2 separate regions of the Pan troglodytes genome follow, and region 2 is linked to region 1. A link is a contact called in public HiChIP or PLAC-seq data. All regions are on one chromosome and are shown on one strand. The core of a region is the stretch at or near the end of the contact, and the rest is flanking DNA. Distances in the headings are between cores, read along the strand shown. Region 1 holds the start of CASP8 (caspase 8). Region 2 holds the start of ALS2 (alsin Rho guanine nucleotide exchange factor ALS2).

Region 1 (6,391 bases), core at 826-3,325:
ATGAGTGGTGGTTACACATCAGTATTAATGTACTTAATGTTACTGAACTGTACACTTAAAATGATGAAAATGGTAACTTTTATGTTATGTGTACTTCATCACATAAAAAAAGACATGAAATGAATCGGGGAAAATATTTGCTACATAACTAAGAATGAAGGCCCTTAATAAAATCTGTAAAACTATACACACTTTTAGGAATGAATCAACAAATAATTTCTATGAATTAGAAAAAAGTGACAATCCAACTAAAAAATGAATAAGGGATATAAGCAATGTGTTTCACAGAAAAAATAAAAATTGACAATGAAGTTATGAAAAAATGTTCAATCTCCTTAGAAATTGCACAAAACAAACTTAAACAATGAGACATTACCCCTAAGATTAGTAAATGTTAAAGAAAAATAATAATTGGTGAGGGTGTGGGGAAGTGGGCACTTAAACCTACGTTTGGAAATATAAATTGGTGCAACCTTATAGGGAGAGCAATTTCACAACATTTTTCAAAGACTTAAATGCACAACCCTATGGCAGAGCAATTTATTCCTCTTCCAGGATTTTTTTTCCTTCAAAAACAGTGATGTGGATGAAAAACACATGTTCACTACTGCACAGGGTATAACAGCTGAAAACTGGAAACGATAATACTCACATTCCCTTCAATAGGGGAATGGTTAAATAAATTTTACAAGCTATCTGATAGATACTAGGCATGAGCTAAAAGTTAGGGTCCACTTAGAGATGGAAAGCACACCAGTAATTTGAAAGGGAAAATGTAATATGAAGAATTATTAACTAGTAAAAGAAGGCTAACTGCTAAAGGTACAAGAGCACTCAAGCTGTCTGCAGTCAGCAAGCCCCGGCTGGTGAGCAGAAAGCTGCCCGCTGGGAGGCTGCCAAAGTTCCCTGAAGGTGAGCACCACTGGTTCTACAAGCTGCTGGCAGTCATGGCGTTAAGAGCAGGAAGAGAAGCACCAGAACCCGGAAGAGAAATCCAGTCCTCTGCTAGGCCTTGCACCGTCCCTCTGGCGCCCTCTACTGACAAAGCCAGTAAAATTGTGCCGCTGGCAAAGGAGATCTTTTTATGGGATGTAGCTTGGTGTCACCAAACAGAACAGAGTGGAATTGGAGCTCAGATGCAACACAATGATTGATACTGGCACAGTATACTTACCCTGCTTTTGTAAACAAAATGGTATATGTGATGTCTCTCTTTCTCTCTCTGTATATAAAACAATATTTGTTTCTACTTATTATGTATTTATGTCTTTACTCTGCATGCCAGGAGCTAAGTATTTTGCATGTATTAACTCATTTTGTTCTCATAATAACCTTCACATGCAGGAATCATTATAGCTACTTTATGAATGAGCCGAGGAAGGCACTGAGACGTTAAGTAACTTGCCCAAGGTCACGCAGCTAGTAAGTGGCAGAGCAAGAATTACTATGGCTTTATAAGCCTAGAAAAAAGTCTGAAAGAATCAAAATGTTAACAGCGGGGACCTCAAGGAAGCATTGAAGAGGCCATGGGAGAAGTTTTCACTTTGTAAAAAAATCAGTCCTTCAAATAAATAAATACAGTGAGGCTTCCCCAGAAGCGGATGTCACTATGCTTCCTGTGCAGCCTGTGGAACTGTGAGCCAGTTAAACCTCTTTTCTTTATAAATTATCCAGTCTTAGGTATTTCTTTATAACAGTGCTAGGATGAGCTGATACAGTTTCCTACACTGTAACCTAAGGCAATGCTTTGCACAAAGGGATGAGCCAGATTGCTTAGTAATTAAAATGCAAATACAAACCACAAGCATATCCATTCATGAATTGGGGGGCTGCTTTGTGTGCATAGATAAGGTATATTTTTTAAAAAAATTATTTTTCCAAGAAGAAAATAAACCAGTTAATAAACGACAACTCACAGTGCCAGGAAGTGAGAAACAAGTGTGTGATAAACGGTGGAGAATGGGAGCACTCTCCGCAGTGGGCGGGAGGAGACGGGGAGGGCGTTCCCTGGGGAGTGGCAGTGGTTGGAGCAAAGGTTTGGAGGAGGTAAGTCATGTGCTCTGAGTTTTTGGTTTCTGTTTCACCTTGTGTCTGAGCTGGTCTGAAGGCTGGTTGTTCAGACTGAGCTTCCTGCCTGCCTGTACCCCGCCAACAGCTTCAGAAGAAGGTGACTGGTGGCTGCCTGAGGAATACCAGTGGGCAAGAGAATTAGCATTTCTGGAGCATCTGCTGTCTGTGAGATTAAGCACTATGTATATTGCTTTATTCACTCCCCACAGCAACCTTACCAAGCAGTTCTTTTCCACGTGAAAAGATGGAGGCTGGGTGGAGCAAAAGGAGGTGTTTAGAGTCCTCAGCAAGTGAGAGGCAGAGCTGGGATTTGAATCCAGATCTGCCTGATACTGAAGTCTGGGCCGGTTCCACCTCTCCAGACTGCTTTCCAGGGAGTAGAAGACAGATATTTTACCTTAGCTGGCTGCTTCTAGAAGTCTGACCCTGCTGACTCAAAACGACTTTAGTTCCTTGCCCAGAGGCTGTGGGCTGCGGGTCAAGACATCAGTAGAAGGAGGGCCCAGCCAGAGAGGCTGACATGGGCTTCTACTCACCGTCATTTCTCCTTCCTTCCAGGAGCAGCCCCTGGGTGCGTCCACTTTCTGGGCACGTGAGGTTGGGCCTTGGCCGCCTGAGCCCTTGAGTTGGTCACTTGAACCTTGGGAATATTGAGGTAAGCCTGGAATTTCCAGAGGAGATTTGGGGGAAAGAGAAGTGGTGAACGCTATTACTGTTCCCTATCTAGACACCAGTGGGCCGAGTGGAGCAGATGCCAGTTGGGACCTTCCTGCCCTCTCTTTGGTTATTAATCCATTATTGTTCCCTGTACACTGGTATGAGTGGATGGGGGAAGTATTTAGCCAAGTTTTTGAGACCTGTACTCTGAGCTAAAATGCATTGTCTTCCTATAGTGCGGGACCCCACAACTGTGGAGGAGCCGCAGGGGATACTGGGTAGTACGCAGACATTATGCACTAAACGACAATGGCTCACATAGTGAAAAGTTATTCTTTTTTATTTTTTTTTGAGAGGGAGTCTTGCTCTGTCGCCTAGCCTGGAGTGCAGTGGCGCGATCTCAGCTCACTGCAATCTCCGCCTCCCGGGTTCAGGTGATTCTCGTGTCTCAGCCTCCTGAGTAGCTGGGATTACAGGCACCTGCTTCCATGCCTGGCTAATTTTTTTTTTTTTTTTTTTTTTTTTTTTTTGTATTTTTAGTAGAGATGGGGGGGGTCTCACCATGTTGGCCAGGCTGGTCTCAAACTTCTGGCCCCAAGTGATCTACCCACCTTGGCCTCCCAAAGTGCTGGGATTACAGGCGTGAGCCACTGCACCCGGCTGATTTCACATTTTTAGATAATATGACCACATTATAAAAATTTTTGTATTTTTATATAATGTGACCACTAGATGAAAGCAATATACTTAGGATTTTATTTCTTGGTTAAGTTCCTACTTATTATGAATTTACTCTGCATGCCAGGAGTTCTAAGAATTTGCATGTATTAACTCTTTTGATTCTCATAATAACCTTCACATGCAGGAGTCACTATTACAGTGACTGTATGAATGAGGAAAGAAAGGCACTAACATAATTGATTTTATGTTACTTAGGTCAAGATTTTATGTTATTTAGGTCAAGGTTAATTGTGTTGTTCAAATCTTGTATAACTCTACCGCTTGTCTGTCTTTCTTACCCATTATCGAGAAGGGAACATAAAAATCTTACACTATGACTGTAGATTGTCAATTTCTCATTTTAAATTAGGATCATTTTTCCTTTATGTCTGCCTTATGTGATATTAGTATAATGATATCAGTTGGTACATCTTTTTCCATCCTTATACTTTCAGTGTTTCGGTGTTCTTATACTTGAAATGTGTCTGCCGTAAGTGGTGTATTGTTCAAGTTTTTCTTTTATTATAGAAAAATGTATTCTGGAAGGTACTTTTCTTAAAATTACAGTATTTAGTCCATTTTCATTTAATGTAATTGTCAATATAATTGGGCTAAAATCTACTATATTTCCAGTTGTTTTTTATTTGTGACGTCAATTCAGTTTTCTCTACTTTCTTGATTTCTTTTAGACTAATTAAGTGATTTTAGAAAGTTCACCTTACTCCTTTATTAGCTTGTTAATTATGCATGCTTTTAGTATTCTCTTAGTAATTGCACTTGAGTTGTACTACCTAATAGTGCAGCCACATGTTGTTTAAAACAGCTTTACTGAGATATGATTGATATACAACAAATGGCATATAAAGTATATAATTTGATAAATTTTGACATATGTATGACATATATGACAGTCATATAGACACACTCATATATATATTCATGTGCCATTTCAGTCAATGACTGACCACATATATGATGGTGGTCTCATAAGATTATAATACTGTATTTTTACTGTACCATTTCTATGTTTAGACATATTTAGATATGCAAATACTTACTATTGTGTTACAATTGCCTACAATATTCAATACAGTAACATGCTTTGTAGGTCTGCATCTTAGGAGTAATAGTCTAGACCATATAGCCTAGGTGTGTAGTAGGCTATACCATCTAGGTTTTGCATAAGTACATTCTATGATGTTGGCATAATGACGAAATCACTGACGATGCTTTTCTCGGAACTTATGCTTGTCATTAAGTGAAGTATGGCTGTATATATTATGGGTGGAACTATCACTGCAGTCAGGATAATGAACATATATATTACCTCCAAAATATTTCGTATGCCCTCTTGAATCCTGTCCTCCGGCCCCTCCCCACCCCTGCTCCTTTTAGGCATTTAGTTCTGTAAATTTTCTCCTAGCCTTGCTTTAGTGGCATCCCATGCATTTTGATATTTTGTTTTGATTTTATTTTAATTCAATACTACATAATTTCCTTTTGATTTCTTTTTTGACCCATGGATTATTTAGAGTTGTGTTATTTCATTTCCAAATATTTGGGGATTTTCCAGACATGTTTCTGTTGTCCAGGCCAATAACAAATTCCTGACACCATGAAGTCAAAGATCTAACTCCCCAGGGGGAGGGTTATGCCCAAGAACCATCGGTATTTTGTGTTAGTGGTCATTGCCAGAGTGAATTCCACAGTGTTTGTGATAAACCCTAATAATTCCACCAGAGGGCAGCAAGCCAACATGAAAATTCTATTAAAAAGTCTTTTTTTAGAGACAAGAGTTTGGCTCTGTCGCCCAGGCTGGAGTACAGTGGTGTGACCTCGGCTTACTGAACCCTTGCCCCACCGCAGACTCAACCTCCCAGGCTCAAGCGATTCTCCCACTTCAGCTCCCCATCTGCGAGTAGCTGGACTATAGGTGCGCACCACCGCACCTAGTTAATTTTTGCATTTTTTGTAGAGATGGAGTTTCATCATGTTTCCCAGGCTTGTCTTGACCTCCTGGGCTCAAGCTATCCATCTGCCTCGGCTGCCCAAAGTGCTGAGATGACAGGCGTGAGCCACTGTGCCTGGCCAGACAGAAGTTTTCAAGTAAAGAATAAATTTAGCTGAAGAGCAGTGTCAAATTATTTCTATCCCCACCCTCCTGAATTAAATCTTCATAGTCTCTGATTCTTTGTCATATTCTTAACTATTTGGATTCTTTTCAGTGCGTCTGTGTTTGTTCCTTTTCCCCAGTATGACCCCTTTCTTTTTTTTTTTTTTTTTTTTCTGAGACAGAGTCTTGCTGTGTCACCCAGGCTGGAGTGCAGTGGCGCGTTCTTGGCTCACTGCAACCTCCGCCTCCCAGGTTCAAAAGATTCTCCCACCTCAGCCTCTGAGTAGCTGGGATTACAGATGCCTGCCACCTTGCCCAGATAATTTTTGTATTTTTAGTAGAGATGGGGTTTCAACATATTGGCCAGGCTGGTCTCAAACTTTTGACCTCAAGTGATCTGCCCGCCTCGGCTTCCCAAAGTACTGGGATTACAGGCATGAACCACCTTGTCCAGACCCTTTTCTCTATCTTTATGAAAACATCTCTCCAGCAGATCTTCAGAGTAAAAAAAAAAAAAAAAGAAAAGAAAAGAAAAAAGAAAAAGAAAAGAAAACATCCAGCAAGGTCCCGGGGGAAAAATAGAAAATTAGAAGACTGGAGTGAGTCATGTTGATTTTCTGATGTAAAATTTGTATCGAAACCTTACATAAATACTGAAGAATTCACAAGTTGTAAATGTACAGCTTGGTGACTGATTTTGATATCCAGACAGTTTTTTTCCCACTTGCACACACTCCCCGCAAGAATGCATGCTGGTTTGTAAAGTCATTAATTTACTGGTGCATCAGTGGATGGCTCTGTGTCTTCTGGCTTTATCTTGGCCCAGAAAGA
Region 2 (5,835 bases), core at 735-3,234, 550 kb after region 1:
TTACAAGTCAGTCACATTTTTGAGATTATCATTAGAATGGACCCAGCAGCTACTGCTTTAAACCTACAGTTTTCATGAAAAGGTAGGAGATTCCACCTAATTACAAAAACACTAACATCAAGACTCATTGAAGTTCTTAGCATACCCTTTGCTTCTTTAACAGTCAAAGTGCCCAAAGTAAGTGTTTCAAATGACAGCCCAAATTCTGAAAAACTGAAATTTGGAGAGAAGGGATTCCTGTTTATATTGTGTACATTTAAAAAGTAAATAGCCTGCATAATGCCACTCAAGTTTTGTTTTTTTCCCAAAATTATCGGTTTGGTATTTCATTTTTCTGGATCATTACAGTTTCAAATTTTAACACTATTAAACAACTTTGACGTTTTCTTGCTATAATTATGAATTTTAAATCTGCTAATACTGGTCATAGTTTAGAAACTAATAAATTCAAACCATGTATAGATTCTGTCAGTATCTTTTTCACATTAAAATGTCCTTATGGAACACCAAAATTACTACAGAACAACTTGAAATCATATTTTATAGCTACTTCCTTAAAATATTCAGTTCCCTTCCCCATCACTTAAGAAAAGAGTCAGTTTGGATCATGATGTAGTGGGTGGAATTAACTATAAAAACAGCTAATATGTATTGAATATTTACCATAAAACAGGCACTGTAATAAATACGATACATGAACCATTACATGTAAAGGTACTGTTATCAGGAAAACATTTTTATCCCCAATTTAGAGACAAGAGAACTGAGGCAGAGAGATTAAATAACTTGCCCAAAATCAAAGATGTAAATGGATGTGACTCTGGGTATGTTCAGATACAAAGCCTAGACTCTTAACCACTATGCTTATGTTATCAAGGTTAAAACACTGTAGTTTACTGCAAAAACAAATTTTTCACTGCTTTAAATTATTCATTAATTCAAAGGTCAACCGGTCACTCCAAATCATATGATAAATGGGGGGGGGGGGGAAATGTGGGACCAATAGGTTTGCTGAAGTTTTGTACCTGCTCAGAATAAACATATCACACAATTTTATTCCATATAGCCAAATATAAGGGTAACTGAGTAAAGATCTTCACTTGGGTACAGCAGTCAGTTCCTTCTCCATCCTAAACCAGAAAGAAAGCACTGTTCTTGGATATGCCACTTCAACAAGAGTGTTTTTTCTCTTCCACCATCAAAGCCTTAAGCAATAGTACGATTCTACCAGTCTACTGTTGCCTGTCTCCAAAGTAGCCCTATTATCCGAGGACGAACACCAGCGTCAAGGACCTGTGTTATTTTTCTGGCTTCGCTTCTCAAAATAACTTATCTTCTCCTCTTGATGAATTACTTGATAGGCTCAAAGACTTGCCTAAACTACTAATTCTTATTATCAAAGCCATTTTCTTTCTCCGCAACCGCCTTTTCAAGTAGCCCTTGGTCCACTCTTCAACGCGATTTGCACCCTGTGGCAAGGCCGCCAGGGACACTCAGCAGGGTTCCCGGCCACGGACCCCAGTTTATCAGCTCAGCGCCTAGTGTGGGCATTCAAGAAATTCTCGTGAATGAATAGCTGGAAGGCAGCGTGGGTGGAGGCGGGAAGAGGGGACTTGAAGGAATTTCACGCAGCTGAGACCACTGCAGCGGCGCCCAGTCTGGCGAGGGAGAGACCGGGGCAAGTGGGAGAACCTGGGGCCAAGGCAGGGGCCGCCTCGGGCGCTGCTGGACCGGCAGGAGCAGTCGATCGCACCCAGAGCTGGGAAAATGCGGGCGCCGTCTCCGCAGGCCCCCGCAGGGCGCTCTCCGGCCTCGACCACAGCCTCCGCCTAGCTCCCTGTCCCCGGCCTTCCGCATACAAGGGGTCCCAGCCGATAAGCCCTCCTTAGCCAATAGCCAACCCGGGACCCACGCTCGCTCACCTGAAGCTCCACCGGCAGCACCGCGCTCCGCATCCGGCGCGAGCTTGGCAACCCAGTGGGTCCGCGGGATCAGCTGATTCATGGAGGGCGGGGCCTCCGGACAGGGCGGGGCTGCAGGGCGACTAGCGAGGGTAAACGAGGGCGCGGGCGGCTCTTGGAATCCGAGCTCCTGGGAATTGTTCTTGGGAGACTGTCGACGGCGTCTGTTGGGGGTCAAAATTACTGAGAATGCGTTAGGCACTGCAGGCTACGTACTTGGGAGCACAGCCTCTCCCTTAGTTTAGGGCGGAGCTATCATTCCTGAGATGCGCTTTGATGATGACGTAGAATAGAGTCGTCCAAGCCTAGCTACCCGAGCGCTTCCATGGTAACAGGCAGTGGTGAAAGTGGTTGGGAGCAGCAGTCGTTTGTTACCACCTCAAACTGCAAGGGCCGGAAGTATAAAAGTAAAAAGGCTGAAATATTTTCAAATTGCCTTTATGGACAGTACCCTAACAGTGGTCGCTTCTCCCCCAAACTCCCGCGAATGACGTCATCGCCTCGCGGCCCCGTTTCGCCATTGTATTCTCAATGTGTAAACTTACTGGTTAGTTGCAACCCCAAAAGATGGGGTGGGATAGGAGAAAATGAAGTGGCCTCTCCAGTGATTCCCGTAGTACTCCCCAATATACAATCAGTAAAATCAGCTTTCTTGTCCCGCGCAGTTTCATAACACTGTTTTTCGCAGCCACAGTCCCACCCCACCCAGCCTGCACTCTCAAGTCCTCCCATGATTTTATGATTTTCCAGGGCTGCCACTCATGTCGCACAGTGGGTGGAAACCTTCTGCTGCTAGGCATTGTGCCATCGCTGGACCTGCAAACATGCAAATATTTAGACCATCAACGACAGATGTGTAGTCGGGTTCTGAAACTCCTATATCCTATTCACCAACACCCTCAACTCAATTTCCTCCCTGATCCTTCGCCCACCTGCAAAACTGTTAGTCTGCAACAGTTCAACCAACCTTGCACACTCCTGCATCGGTGCAGAAAATCACACAACCCTGAAAATTGGCACCACTGCGAACGAAAAGTGTCCAACTTCAGTCGGGACTTCCATGTGCGACTACGCAATATTGCTGAGCCTAAGACAGTCACGTTTACACATTGCTACTCAGATTATCTCCTATTCCCCTCCCCTGCTGTTCCCAGCCCTCACGCTCTTCTAACCTCTTACTGAACTCTACTCACTCACCCGCTTTGGTAAAAATAAAAATAAAAAATTTTGTCTCTTACATCTCTGAGGAAAGTGAGACCACTAGAGGTGAATTTCCTTAAATCCCAAATCCCATCAGCCACTACCACAAAACCTACCTGCAACCAGTTTTGATTTGTTTTGTTTTGTTTACAGGGAGTCTCGATCTGTCGCCCAGGCTGGAGTGCAGTGGCGCGATCTCGGCTCACTGCAACCTCCGCCTCCCAGGTTCAAGCGATTCTCCTGCCTCAGCCTCCCAAATAGCTGGGATTACAGGTGCCCGCCACTACACCCGGCTAATTTTTGTGTTTGTAGTAGAGATGGGATTTCACCATGTTGGCCAGCCTGGTCTCGAACTCCTGACCTCAATTGATCCACGTGCCTCAGCCTCCCAAGGTGCTAGGATTACAGGCGCGAGCCACCGAGCCCGGCTCCTTTTCACCGAGTCCTTTTCTTCTCCCTCTTTCTTCTTAGAAGATCCTGAACTCAGGATCCCTAATCTCCCCAAAGGAAAGACTTTGTTCTGTTGATGAAAAAAGACAAACTTTATAAAATATTTGAAGAGGTTAAATATACTCTGATCGAAACATGAGTAACCATGGCCTGGGACACAGCCTCAAGAAGTCCTGAGAACATGTGCCCAGGGTGGTTGGGTTATAGCTTGGTTTTATACATTTTAGAGAGACAGAAGTTATAGGCAAAGACATAGATCAATACATGGGGGGCCGGTGGTGCTCACAGATTATAGGTGGATTCAGAGACTTTATGATGGGTTGAAAAAGCTAAGCTTTTCCTAAAGAGTTGAAGTTAGCAGAAAGAAATGTTTGAGTTAAAATGAAGGGGGTTATAGAAGCCAAGGTTCTTGTTACGTAGATGAAGCTTCCAGGTAGCATATGTTATAGGACCTTAAAATGTGTCAAGACTCTTGGTTAAATCTCTCCTGGATCAAGAAAAGACCTGAAAAAGGAAAGTGATTCTGTATAAAATGCAAATTCCCCCAACAAGAGACAGCTTTGCAGGGTCATTTCAAAATATGTCAAAGAAATATATTTTGGGGTAAAATATTTTTATTTTCTTCAGGGCCCACTATCTGTCTTGTAATGCTATACCATAGTCAAGTTAGAGTTGGATAATCTTATTGCTACAAGAGTCTATTTTGTCAGTCTTATGATCTCTATTTTCATTTCATGAAAATGGTTTAGACCACTTTAATGCTGGTCTAAACTCCAAAGGGAGAGGATATAATGAGGTATGTCCAACCTGCCTTCCCATCATGGCCTTAACTAGTTTTTAAGGTTTTCTTTAGGATCCCCTTGGCCAAGGAGGGTGGAGGGAGATCTATTCAGTTGGTTGGGGGGGCTAAGAATTTCATTTTTTTATTTACATTTCCATTACTTATCCCTTCTCCTTCATGTATTTTCAACCTCTGCCTGTCTTCTTATTCCTATATACTTACAGTGTATAAACCTGCTATCTATCTCATCTTTAATTTTTTTACTTTCTGCCTTCTTTCCTTTCCAACCTCATTTCCTACCTCTACTTTCTGACTTCCCAGTCTTCCTCACCATTTCCTTAAGTCTACTGAAATCAATAGTCATCTTCTCATTTTGTAATCTAATGGTACCCTCATAGAATGGAAGCATTCTATGCAACCATCTAAAACAAAGAGGATGATCTCTATATACTGATATGGAATGATCTGGAAATTAGGAGATAAGAGAAAAAAGCTAGATGCTAAGTCCTGTCCATAGTAGTCTACCAATTGTGTGTTATGTATGTCTTTTCAGGAGAGAGATAGGTAGGTTGGAAGATAGTGTAAACTGAAGAATCACCTTTCTAAATTTGAGATATACAAATTGTCTCAGATTTAGAAAGGAGACTTCGTGTTTTGTTTTTTTTCTGAGACAGAGTCTTGCTCTGTCACCCAGGCTGGAGTGCAGTGGCTCGATCTCAGCTCACTACAACCTCCGCCTCCCAAGTTCAAGTGATTCTCCTGCCTCAACCTCCCGATTAGCTGGGATTACAGGCACGCGCCACCACACCCAACTAATGTTTGTATTTTCAGTAGAGATGGGGTTTCACCATGCTGGCCAGGCTGGTCTCAAACTCCTGACCTCGTGATCCACCCGTCTCGGCCTCCCAAAGTGCTGAGATTACAGGCGTGAGCCACTGCACCCCGCTGAGACTTCTTTTCTTATAAAGAGTTATAACCTGCAAGGTGGCCATACTGACAGGCTTGGAAGTATAGCCTACAGTAGAGACCATTAGCAGGCATTTTGAAGGAGGAACGATTAAGGCAGGAGCTGAATGGGTTGGCTAAACATACACATTGAACAGATTGAATATTCACTAAGGGGGGTCCTGACACATGTATACTGAATAGCATGCATGTTACATGCACCCCATGTTCACTTTGGGATAGAGACTTAACATTAATTGCATTACATAATTATAATATCATTTTGATATAGAGGGCAATTATAATTATGTAATGCATTTAATGTTGAAGGTGAAGCAGGAATACAAAGGCACTTAAGTGCTCAGCCACTGTGAACTAGCCAGAACCAGTCCATGGCCGGTGGTCTCTTATCAGGAGAAAGTTACTGAAATCAGTGTCTTGTCCAATCAAAGCTATAGTTATGGCTTGTGGGACAGAGGCTCAGTTAGTCAGCGTCTG

What was found. HiChIP or PLAC-seq counts read pairs in DNA pulled down with a chosen protein or histone mark.
Region 2: an H3K4me3 HiChIP or PLAC-seq map of stem cell-derived excitatory neurons shows a contact between it and region 1, with 5 times the contacts expected there. The contact joins the promoter of ALS2 here to the promoter of CASP8 in region 1. A contact is called at or near these places in 1 of 7 Hi-C or Micro-C datasets (stem cell-derived neural progenitor cells) and 1 of 1 datasets of contacts at active chromatin or transcription factors (stem cell-derived excitatory neurons).

Annotation. Positions count from the first base shown.
Region 1 is chr13:103,263,532-103,269,922 of NHGRI_mPanTro3-v2.0_pri, forward strand. CASP8 (caspase 8) reads left to right here and starts at 2,076. Exons shown (of 10, transcript XR_010150205.1): 1 at 2,076-2,235; 2 at 2,629-2,725.
Region 2 is chr13:103,809,846-103,815,680 of NHGRI_mPanTro3-v2.0_pri, forward strand. ALS2 (alsin Rho guanine nucleotide exchange factor ALS2) reads right to left here and starts at 1,985. Exons shown (of 34, transcript NM_001079920.1): 1 at 1,923-1,985.